Linked DNA regions of Hordeum vulgare: region 2 is linked to region 1. Evidence: chromatin contacts called from public Hi-C data. All regions are on one chromosome and are shown on one strand. The core of a region is the stretch at or near the end of the contact, and the rest is flanking DNA. Distances in the headings are between cores, read along the strand shown.

Region 1 (5,324 bases), core at 1,414-3,913:
TTAGTGAAATCTCTTAAAAGACTTATATTTAGGAACGGAGGGAGTATATCTCAGCACAAATTGTTTAGACAAAAAAAAAAGATATAATAGTAAATTGACCAAGTGAATCGACCAAGCATCATAGACATGAGCAGATATTTATATTGACTTACCCCATCACCAATCGCGAACAGGCAAACAGCGCGGCGGTTCCGTAGACAACGCTTAACAAGCAATGCATAGATATCGACAATGGCAAGCGAAAAGCTCCACAGGCATTGCAATATGGTTGCTGCAACAAGATAGCTGGCCAAAACAGCATTTCGTCAGTTTGCCAGAAACTAGAAATACAGAATAGCACTGCCAGAGTAACTTGAGTGCAGCAGAAACAAGCAAATAAACTAGACACAGCAGAGCTTCCTTTTATAACTCCAAAGCATGAACACGCTCTGTGTTGTTTGCTGTATACTGGGTAAACAAACAAGTACCCACCCATGTCTATCCAGTCATCACTAATGCAAATGTTGAATTTCTGTTACGCACAGGCATGCCCATATAATAAGCAGTAACAAAACCAGATAAACCTATGTATATTCAAGAAGGCTTGGCTAAATGAATTTGGAAAATATTAAAGATCTAGCATGATAGTTTTAGATGTAGAAGTCTAAATTTCTCTTAAAATATTACACGAAAGTACATAGTATGATCAAATTTCCACATTGTAGTATGATCCGAGGGGTAATTTTTTTATCTAAGATCATTCAGAATAACTACATAATTAACTTGAAAGGTTGGGACTAAATCATTCTATACAAACCCAACATAGTTGTACCAGGAATTGTTTAGTAAGGTAAAACAGTGCTACAAGAGTAGTTTGTATCAGGAAGACCTTGGTTTCTGTAATCAGAGGGGGGTGGACGCTGTTTTCTTAAATTAAAAAACAGTGCCACAAGCACGCACACACACACCCCTTTTGTTATATCAAAAAGTGAATTTGAAGTACGTATGTTAGCAAAAGGAAAAATGCCTGCTGGTTCCCCAGTCTTTGCCAAAAGGAAATTTTGCGCTACAACTCAATTAAAAGAACTCAATAATATGTATAAGACATAAGGGACCTCTGTTTTAGTCTGGTAGATAATGTAACAATCGACTATTCTGCCCATGGCAGTTTCATAAATAGTGAACAGAAATGCAGTTTAGTACGTTGAGGATAAGTAGAAAGGGACATGTGGATGTGATATTTCTCTTCCTATTGTAGTTCACTAGTTTGTGACATGGGATTGTACCCTTGAGATATTCAGTAGATATTGAACCACAAAGCAAAACGGTCAAAAACAACAAAAACCCTGTTTCCTATCGTAGTTCACTAGTTTGTGACATGTTCATATGCATATGGTGGCATTATATTCCTATATGATATGACATGAAATTGCATGTTTTTAGGAAGTAGTAAATAGATTAATCAATTATTTTATTTGCTTCTAGAATCCTTTGTTTCATATAATTAATCTCACTAACAATTTCAGAATTCGAGTGGTGCACGCACTCCCCTGTTTTTGCCACTTTGACTCAGCATACTGTCATCTCACCTTGAAATTGTGCATGTTCAGTGGAATAGCACATATATGCAGCTGCTGAGATAACAATAGTACCCGCTAAACCACAATACAGAACTGTCAAAATAAATAAATAAAATACCATGTTTCAGGATAACAATAATCCTCACATGATTATCTTTGTTTGCCCCCTCCATAAATATACTATGATGATACATAGGCACATTTTTATTTTGTTTTGTGCACAAGGTAGTAGTACTCATCCAAATTCACACTCCTACCATTCATTCTGAGCTGAGGCAGGAGTGGCCATAGACACAGGTTTCCACAAGTTGCATAACAAACATCATTCCAAGCTTTGGGAACCTATCACCGACATGAGCTAAGCTCCAACAGATGGAGTGCCAGAGTACATAGCAGATCATATTTCCGTTCTTGAACACCGAATTCCCCACGGCCCCAAGCTCTAAAAGTGCACACACACTTCACCCAGCAGTACATGTGAGATCATATTTCCCTGCTTGAGCAGCGATTGGAACTAAACGTAAAGCGATGGATGCTAAGGTCCTACACGTCCAGTTGGGGCAAATACTAGTACTAGTGATGAGAAATTACTAGGATGGGGGGTGGGGAGGAAGGTTACCAGAAGGCGCTGACGGAGGGGAAGTCGTTGGTGGAGGCCATGACGGCGAGCGCGACGGCTGCGAAGGCGAACTGCGCGAGGCGGAGCGCGAGGCCGCCGGCCGTGCCGGGCATCCCGGGCAGGTCCTTCATGAGCACCCCCGTGGGCTGCTCCACCGGATCCGTCGGCGGCGGCGCCTCCACCGGGTGCACCGCCGGCCTGCTCGCGAACATCTCGACCCCCGCCCCCCGACGGAACAGGCTCAGCCTCCTCCCGCCTCGGGACCGGTGGGGGCTGGGCGAAGAAGGGTTTGGACTGGATTGGGCGGAGTCGACGAGGATGAGAGCGGGGAGGAGGGGCGAGCGGTGCGGGCCACACGCGCCGGGGTCGATCGGGGAGGGGCTGGTTGCCGTTGGTTCGCCTTGCTTTTGGCCGGGGGGAAAGGCGACGGCAGTTTCTGGGGAGCTGCAGCCGCGACGGCACGCCGTGGGGTCCTTCACTCTCTCTCCTCTGTCCCTCTCTCCCTCTCCTCAGCGGCGTGGTGGACGGAAATGGGCCGGGGCGGGCGGGGCCGGGCAGGGCTGACTTTGCTTCCTTGTCCGTGCCGCCACTGTGCGGTGGCGGGCCCGGTCTGCCCGTCCTTCTTCTCGCCCGGCCCGGCCCCGCCTGTCTGTAATTCTGCCAGTACTCCAGCATTTTTCCTGACGGGTACGAGCGTGAAGCAGAGGCGGACGTGAGCGATCGCGGTCCTGTGTCACGGGCGCGTACGTGCTGGCCCGGAACGGAAGGACGCGGTCGACCGCGCGGATCACGAGCGCGTAGCGCACATTCCGTCCCCCCGGCGTCGGGAGGGGAACGGACCCGAGCGTGGGCGGAAGCGTGGCCGTAGTGAATTGCAAAAGACTATCATAATTCGGGCTGTATTCATAAGTTGGTGTCATCTTTTAATTTTTTTTTATAAATTCATATCAAGATACAAACCGTATTTTGTAAATCATGTATTTCTACGTATAGATGCTCTTTCTGACAGATATGGCTCATCGGTCAGTCTCTTACAAGAAAAACCGGCCTGAACCATTTTGGCCGGGGGAAAACCGGCTCTCTCTCTATGCAGACCGGATCCACCCGCACTCGCGCTTTCTCTGCAGCACGGCGGGCAGTACGGCAGCCAGGCCGGTGTTCCTGCAGCACTCTTCACGCTCTCGGCTCTGCCTCCGTTCCCCTCCGCAACCCGCACGCGCCACGCATCGCCCTCCAAGAAAGAGTCCCGGCCAACCGCCCCGAGATCTCCATGGACGCCGGCGCCGCACACGCCGACATGGCGGCGGGAGGGCCCGACGACGCCGACGCGGCCTTCTTCTCGCGCCGCCGGTACCGCTGCTGCTGCTTCTCCGCACCGTGGCAGTCGTCCTCCTCGTACGCCCGCCGCTCGCCCGCGGGGACGACAATGGACGAGGAGTGGTCGGAGCTGGTGGCCGGCCCGCGCTGGAAGACCTTCATCCAGCAGCTTCTCCTCCACCCCGTCCTTGCACAGCGGCGGGAAGAAGAGCCAGAACGACGTGCCCGCGACGAACACCACCACCAGCACCGTCGCCACGGCCCACGGCGGCGACGGCAAGACCCTCGCCGCCCACCACCGCGCGCACCACCCCTCGGCGACGCAGCAAATGTCGTGGAGCAGGAAGAATGCGGTCATCCTACCGTCTGGCCGCCGAAGGATGAGGTAGTACACCATGCCCTCGTGCATCAGCCCGGACACGAGGAAGGTGGCCAACACGCCCGCGGGGTTCCCGGCGCGCGCGCGCACGGGGTCGTACACCAACGGCCGGAGGATGGCGGACACCATGAGGTTCCACCTCCCGCCCCAGAAGCCCTGCAGCGATGACGCCAGGTAGGGGCGGTCGAACTGCGGCTCCGTCTCCATGCCGAGCGCGACGGCGGCCACCGCGATGCACGGGAAGAAGAGGTCGAGGAAGCAGTAAATGTGGACGTCGTAGAGGGCCCGGCGCGCGTAGTGATGCAGCCGAGCGTTGTACTGGTAGACGCGGAGGATGGCGGCTATGACGACGACCTTGGCTGCTGCTGGTGCTGTCGGGGCTGGCGCTGGCGGGCACCGTGGTGGGGTTGGCCGTGGCCAAGCCGGTGTTTCTGCTCTTCAGCCCCGTGCTGGTCCCGGACGCGCTCACCATCGACATGGCCGTCATCGGGTTCCTCGCTTCTGGCGCGCTCGGGCTGGTCGGGGGCCGACCCTTGGGGAAGAGGCGGTGCGCGATGGCCTCGCAGATGAGCGTGGAGCGGTGCTGGTGGTTGCGGTGGGGTGGAGGGAGTGGCCGGCGGGGTGTGGCGGTGGTGGCGGTGAGGGGGAGGCGGGGTGGAGGAGCAGGGTGGGCTCGGTCTAGAGGAGAAGAAGGTTTTTTTTTTGCCTATCCGGTTCGGATTGAGAGAGAGTTGGTTTTTTCCAAATCAAAACGGTCCGGACCGGTTTTTCTTATAAGAGACTGAACGGTGGGCCATATCTGTTAGAAAGAGCATCTATACATAGAAATACAGAATTTGCAAAATACGATCTGTATCTTGATACGTATTTACAAAAAAATTGAAAGATGACACCAACTTATGAATACGGTCCGAATTGTGGTAGTCTTTTGGAATTAATTGGCGTGGGCGTGGCCAATGCCATCCAGACGCATTGCCGTCTGGGCGCGGTATCGGGCTTGCGCCGAAGGGCACGCGTTGCCTGTTTTTACTTTGGAAAAAGTCCATTTTGAACCCTGAACTGGTAGATGTCTGCTGGAATTGACCCCGGAGTACAAATCCCTCTCGATTGCACCCTGAAGTAACAAATCCCGGTCTAAATTGAACCTTAGAGTGCTTTGCCAAACGGGGATTGGTGATGTGGCCGGGAATGCTTTCGTTGGCGATGTTCTGGACCGTAAAGAGCGCAGCTGGAGTGGGCCGGCCCACTAATTCCGGTCTGGAGGGTGTTGTACATGCCCGCAAGGCTTAATCCCCGTCCACAACTCCACCTCCTGCGTGCCTTCCCCTCTTCCACCTCGCAGCGCGCGGCGGTAATGGCGACCGGCGGGTGATCGTCTGTACGACGATGATCGTCACGACGTGGCGGCGCAAACAAGTGGAGGTAAACACCCCGATGCCCTCCTTCTCCG
Region 2 (5,891 bases), core at 1,618-4,117, 280 kb after region 1:
AGTTGGGACATGCTGCACATTCTTCAGTTCCACGATCTTTACCGAAATAAACTTCAGATCCATCATGCCAACATCATGAACAGAAGCATGCGATCCATTCCCCATCAGGACAGAGCAATCTTGTGTGAGCTGGTATGAAGAGAACAATGAAACATCAACGCGCACATGAATATTGGCCCTGGTGTCAACCCACCAATCGATGGACTCACAAAATGAAAGTACAGTAAAAAAATTACCATACCAAGTTGCCCCATCACCGTTGCTCATATTCACATTAACAAACTTGGAGTCCTGTCCTGGCTTCTTGTACTTGTTTGCCCAGTGTTCCTTTGAACCACAAGTAAAGAAGCCATCTCTCTTCTTGTATTTCTTCTTACCGTTCTTCTTGAAGATAGTATTCTACTCGAGAGAGTTCTTTCCCTTGAACTTGTCAAAATCCTTTTGCACGACAATGGCGCTAGAAGAACCCTCTGTCACTTTCACGTGTGACTCCTTTGCTTTCGAGTTCTGCTCAACATTTAGATGACCGATGATATACTCAACATAAAATTCACGTCTCAAGTGCTTGAGAGAAGTAGCAGAGTTCCTCAATCTAGGCGGGAGTTATGCAATAATGAAACCCGCGAAAAACTTGTCCAATAACTCACACTTCAGGAGCTCCAGCTCCTTAATGATGCGATGTATCTCATGAGCATTGTCCAGAACACGACAGTTATCAACCATCCTGTAATCATGAAACTACTCCATAGCATACAGTTCGCTTCCAGCATTGGTTGCGCCGAACTAAGCTTTGAGCGCATCCCACAAGATTTTGACAATGCACATATGGAGATATGCGTCTACTAACTTGTCTCCGATCATAGTAAGAACGACTCCCACAAAGATGGTGGTGGCCTCCCGGAACGCCTTTTCTTGTTAAGGATCAATCGTTCCTACGGGATCCATGGCACCGACCCACAACACATTCATAGATGTGAGCCACAAGGTGGCCCTCGTGTGCCAACACTTAAAATGTGTTCTGATGAGCTTGTTCAGTTTTGGTGTAGCGGCGAAGCCATGAATCGAAAAGAGCCTAAAATAAGGTTTTTGGATTGTTGGAAATATTAGCACTTCCTCGATTAGACTAATCCACGAGTAAAAAAAACAGAAGTTGTTGAAAAATTGTTCAAAAGTTTCTATTGTCCAGCTTTTAAACTAAGTTCATGTTCGAAAATTGTTCTTAAAATTCAAAAATGTTCTTAATTTTAAATAACTGTCATTTTTAAAAATATCCATAACTTCAAAAAATGTTCTTATTTTTCAAAAATGTCAATGTTTTTGTTTTCATTTTTTAACCTTTTCTTGCTCCTTTTGTTTGACATTTTCTAATTTTTGCAGTACCTGCACACACATACAAAGAAAATGCTCACACCCAACGAATGAGATGGCTGTCAATCCTCTTGCTCCCCTCAATTGTGGGGATTAAATCTGGTCCTGATAGGTAGATAATAAATAAGGTAAAAAGTAAATAAGAACAACAAGGTAATTATATTTTTGGTATTTAATAGGAAAAGTGAACCTCGATGCCATAATATTCACTAGAGTCATATCTCTTATGAGCATAATATGGTGGATAGACAAATTATTATTATGTAATTTTTAAAAATTATTCATGCAAAATTCATATATAGTCATTACGTCCATGCTAAGTAGACCATTAAACTTACTGACGCCTACTACTATTACTATACCCCTTAACCGTTATCCAGCATGTATCACAAGGTATGAAGTTCATAACAAATAGAGTAATGCTTGAAGCAAGATGATATAATATAGAAAAGATAAAATCAATAAATATGTTTAGGTCCCATTGTTTTTATGAAACAATACAATATGTGCCTTCCAAATCCTCCTGTCATCGAGTAAGGACACCACAAGATTGAACGAACTACTATGCACTACTCCCTTTGAAGATCTACTCGTTTACTTGGCCAAAGAAAAGTTATAGATTGAAAAGCATACATAGATATTAAATTATACAAAATAGAGTAGAGAATATGCAATTACTTTCAATGAATATTCTAATTCCAGCACACCACAAGAATTACATCAAATAGGTCTATGAAAAGATCATTGTATTGAAGATTGAAGAGAGAGAGAGAGCCATCTAGATACTGTTATGGACCCATCTAGATATTGTGTTCATATTTTTTTAAATGTTTGTGTTTCAAAAAATGTTCTCGTATTAAAAAAATTGCATGATTTTTTTGTTCATATTTTGAAAAAAATGTCATGGATTTTAAAATATGTTTTTGTTTCCAACAAAAAAAATCATGATTTCATACAAATATTTCTGTTTCTAAAATTGTTCTCCTTTTAAAACTTTGTTCACAATTTTCATGTATAAAAAATCAGTCTCATACTCAAAATTTCTTCATGATTTTCATAAAATATTTTGAGTCTCAAAAAGTGTCCAGGAATTTGAAAAAAAAATCTCCTTTTAAAGTTTGTTTAAAGTTTACAATCAGAAAAACATTTTATTGAACTCCAACACAAATATAAAAACACAAACATTTTTTAAAAATCGTGAACATTTTTCAAAATTATGAATACTTTATGAAAGGTGAACATGTATTTGAAATATGCAAACATTTTTTAAATATGTGAATAAAAACTTATAATAAGAACATTTTTTGATATTTGGGATTTTTTTTTGTTTTGAAGAACAAGAAACAGAATGAAAAGGAATTAAAAATAACTAAATGAAATAAATGACAGAGAAACGGAAAAAGGAAAAAGAAAAAAAATAAGAAAAGGCTGTATAGGAGCTCTATGCGTAGCCTAGACTGATTGCGGCAGTAAGCGGCGTATAGAAGGTCCCCCATAGGGGGCTCAACGTAAGGCTAAGTATGGCTCAAGCAATTCTCGTCCGTGGGGAGGGAGGGAATGGGCCAGATTCGTCCCAATAGCTATTATAGATTTTTAAGTAATTTTCTATTTTTAAAAATCAGAGAAGATTCATCACGGCCTTTATAATTACCGAATCAATAAAAAAAATCAATAAATCTAAATACTTGTTTTCAGTGTGAGAATAATAGTTTCCGCCCAATACGAGTTTGGACGTTCATTTTATATACGAAAACATGAATATAGGCCCTAATAAACCCCTAAAATTAATTTCTAGTTTTTGATTTTGAACATCCAATAGAATTCACGTGTGTGGAATCTTTAAACTCGAGAGTTGGATCAAGTTGAAAATTTTATAATAGCCCCAAAGATCTAAATTTGAATCCAAACCCACCTTACCTCACGTTGGTCAAGGGGTGAAGGACCTCCTTTTCTAACTTCGTATACCATTTCCTAGCGCTAGCGCTAGGCATGCCCAAATGGATGTTTCTGGGAACAAATTAAATCACGCTCAATGGAGTGACTCATTGAGGTTGAAGTGTTCGTTTTCTTCCTGGAAATAGGGAAAACTTTTAAAATGAGAACAGTTGGATGCCACTCTCCGGACTCATCCCAAACATGAACCAAATAAATTTGAAAAAAAATATCATTACACCTCCTTAAACGTTGTGATATGATTATGTTAACATTACCGTTACCATTTCTATTGCCAAACACCTCCTTAGAAGTACCTTATACATCTTCAACGTATCTATTTTTTCAAACACTTTTTCTCTAGTTTTGGACTCTAATTTGCATGATTTGAATGTAACTAGCCCGGGCTGACGATGTTTTTAGCAGAACTGCCTTGGTGTTAGTTTTGTGCAGAAATAATAGTTTTCGGAATTGGATGAAACTTTTTGTGAATTATCTATGGAATAAATAAGGAATTTTGGAGCGGAGAACCACCAGAGGGGGTATGCCTGTGAGCCACAAGGCAACATGGCGCAACCAGCACCCCTGCCCGCACCCTGATGCCTTGTGGGGCCTATGTGTCTCCTCCAACCCTAATTCCAGTCCTATATATTCATATCTTTGGAGAAAAATATCAGAGAGAAGATTTCATCGCATTTTACGAGACGAAGCCGCCGCCTCCTCCTGTTCTTCCTCGGGGCGGCTCATTTGGAGTCCATTTGGTGCTCCGGTGAGGGGGATTCATCGCCGTCGTCATTATCAACCCTTCTCCATCAACAATTTCATGAATCTCACCACCGGGTGTGAGTAATTCCTTAGTAGGCTCGCTGGATGGAGGTTTGGATGAGATTGACCATATAATCGACTTAAGTTTGAAAGGGATTGATCCCTAGTATCCATTATGTTCTGAGATTGATGTTGCTATGACTTTGTCATGCTTAATGCTTGTCATTAGGGCCCGAGTGCCATGATTTCAGATCTAAACTTATTATATTCTTTCTGAATATGAGAAGTATTTTGATCATATCTTGGAAGTTATATGCACCTATTACATGTCTTGGTCCGCATACCCCAAGATGACAATATTGGGATTCTTTCCGGTGATTGCCATAGTTTGAGGAGTTCATGTATTCACCATGTGTTAATGCTTTGTTCCGGTTTATTTTAAAAGGAGGCCCGAATATCGCTAAGTTTCTAATTGGACCCCGCTGCCATCGAAGGGTAGGATAAAAGATGTCATGCAAGTTCCTATTGCAAGGCCGTATGATTATATACGGAATACATGCCTACATTATATTGATGAATTGGAGCTAGTTCTGTGTTGCTCTAGTGTGTAACTGTTACATGATTGATGTCATCCATATCTTTCCATCGCTGATCCATGTGCCTATGCTTTACAAATACTAAATCTTGCTAAGTTACTACTTGTGCTGCTACTGTCACACATGTTACCTAATTGCTACTATTATTGTTGTTACCAAAATTGCTGCTATCACTATTACCGCTACTACTATTATTTTTCATGCTACTAAATCTTTTGCTGCAAAGAAATATCCAAGGTGTAGTTGAATTGACAATTCAACTTTCAGGGCATCTAAATATTCTTTGGCTCCCCTTGTGTCGAATCAAAGAATTAGGGTGAAATACTATCTGTACCAAGGTTCGCTAACTCATTTCATGTACTAGAACTATAGGTACGCACACTTTGGGTCGTGCCGAAAAAAGCTTGATGCTGAAAGCCAGGCCCGATCCCGGCCCGACCTGATCGTCGGGCCTAAATATTGGGCCCAAGCCTGACCCGAGCCTGAAAAAGCCTGACTGGGGCCGATCGGCCTGACCCGACCATGGCTTAAAATTTGTTTTCCTTAAGCCCGAGCTCGGCCTGGCCTGACTATTAGGCTTAAGTTTGAGGCCCAATCCCGCCCCAATGGCATGTTTAGGCCTCACCCAACCCAGAATTTTCGAGCCTGGTCGGGTCGGGCCATCCGGACCGGGCTTCCCATGGCCAAGTATAATTTGAATGATGCTTGTCTATGAGTAAGGATAATTAGTGAGATAAGGGTATGTCCAATGGTGCATTCAAGTCGGGTAACCGAAAAGCGTGTCTAGGGACCTCCGAGTCTTGTGCCTTGTTGCGCCCAAGTAGCTATTCTGAGGGGATAATGATGGGTGCAATTAGTGAGGGATCTATCTATTATGGGATATCATTCCCATAATGGCAAGATTGCTCGAGAATATCCTATCCCTCAAAGGTAGCTACCAAAGTACCGACGTCCGTCTACAAATATAGTAAGAAACAAACGTACCCTCATCAAATATCATTGGACTTTTGAGGCAATTGACTCGAGATCAAGTATAATAGGATGATGTAGGCATGCTGTAAGACTTAAAATAATATATTTGTGATAAGTTGGAAGAGAGAGAACAGAAGATAGAGGAGAAGCAGGCTAGAAACTAATGACCAGCTGTAAAACGCACTCCTAGACACTTTATAAGAAAGGATGGTGGGCCTTGTATCAATAAAATACTTATTTACATCTACCTATAATACT

What was found. Hi-C and Micro-C count contacts between places; a contact is called where the count stands out from the background.
Region 2: a contact with region 1 is called in a Hi-C map of leaf, with 2.8 times the contacts expected there. The contact joins the enhancer-like site here to the promoter of LOC123449379 in region 1. A contact is called at or near these places in 1 of 6 Hi-C or Micro-C datasets (leaf) and 1 of 1 datasets of contacts at active chromatin or transcription factors (embryo).

The regions. Positions count from the first base shown.
Region 1 is chr4H:541,333,065-541,338,388 of MorexV3_pseudomolecules_assembly, forward strand. LOC123449379 (CASP-like protein 5A1) reads right to left here and starts at 2,664. Exons shown (of 3, transcript XM_045126581.1): 1 at 2,179-2,664; 2 at 153-285. The coding sequence starts at 2,390.
Region 2 is chr4H:541,616,119-541,622,009 of MorexV3_pseudomolecules_assembly, forward strand. No RefSeq gene overlaps it. Among protein-coding and RNA genes, the nearest start is that of LOC123446860, 260 kb to the left of the region's middle. Within about 2 kb of position 2,868, at least 3 of the 3 cell types and tissues checked have open chromatin away from gene starts, as enhancers often do. A contact at or near this core is called in leaf, where this site is marked.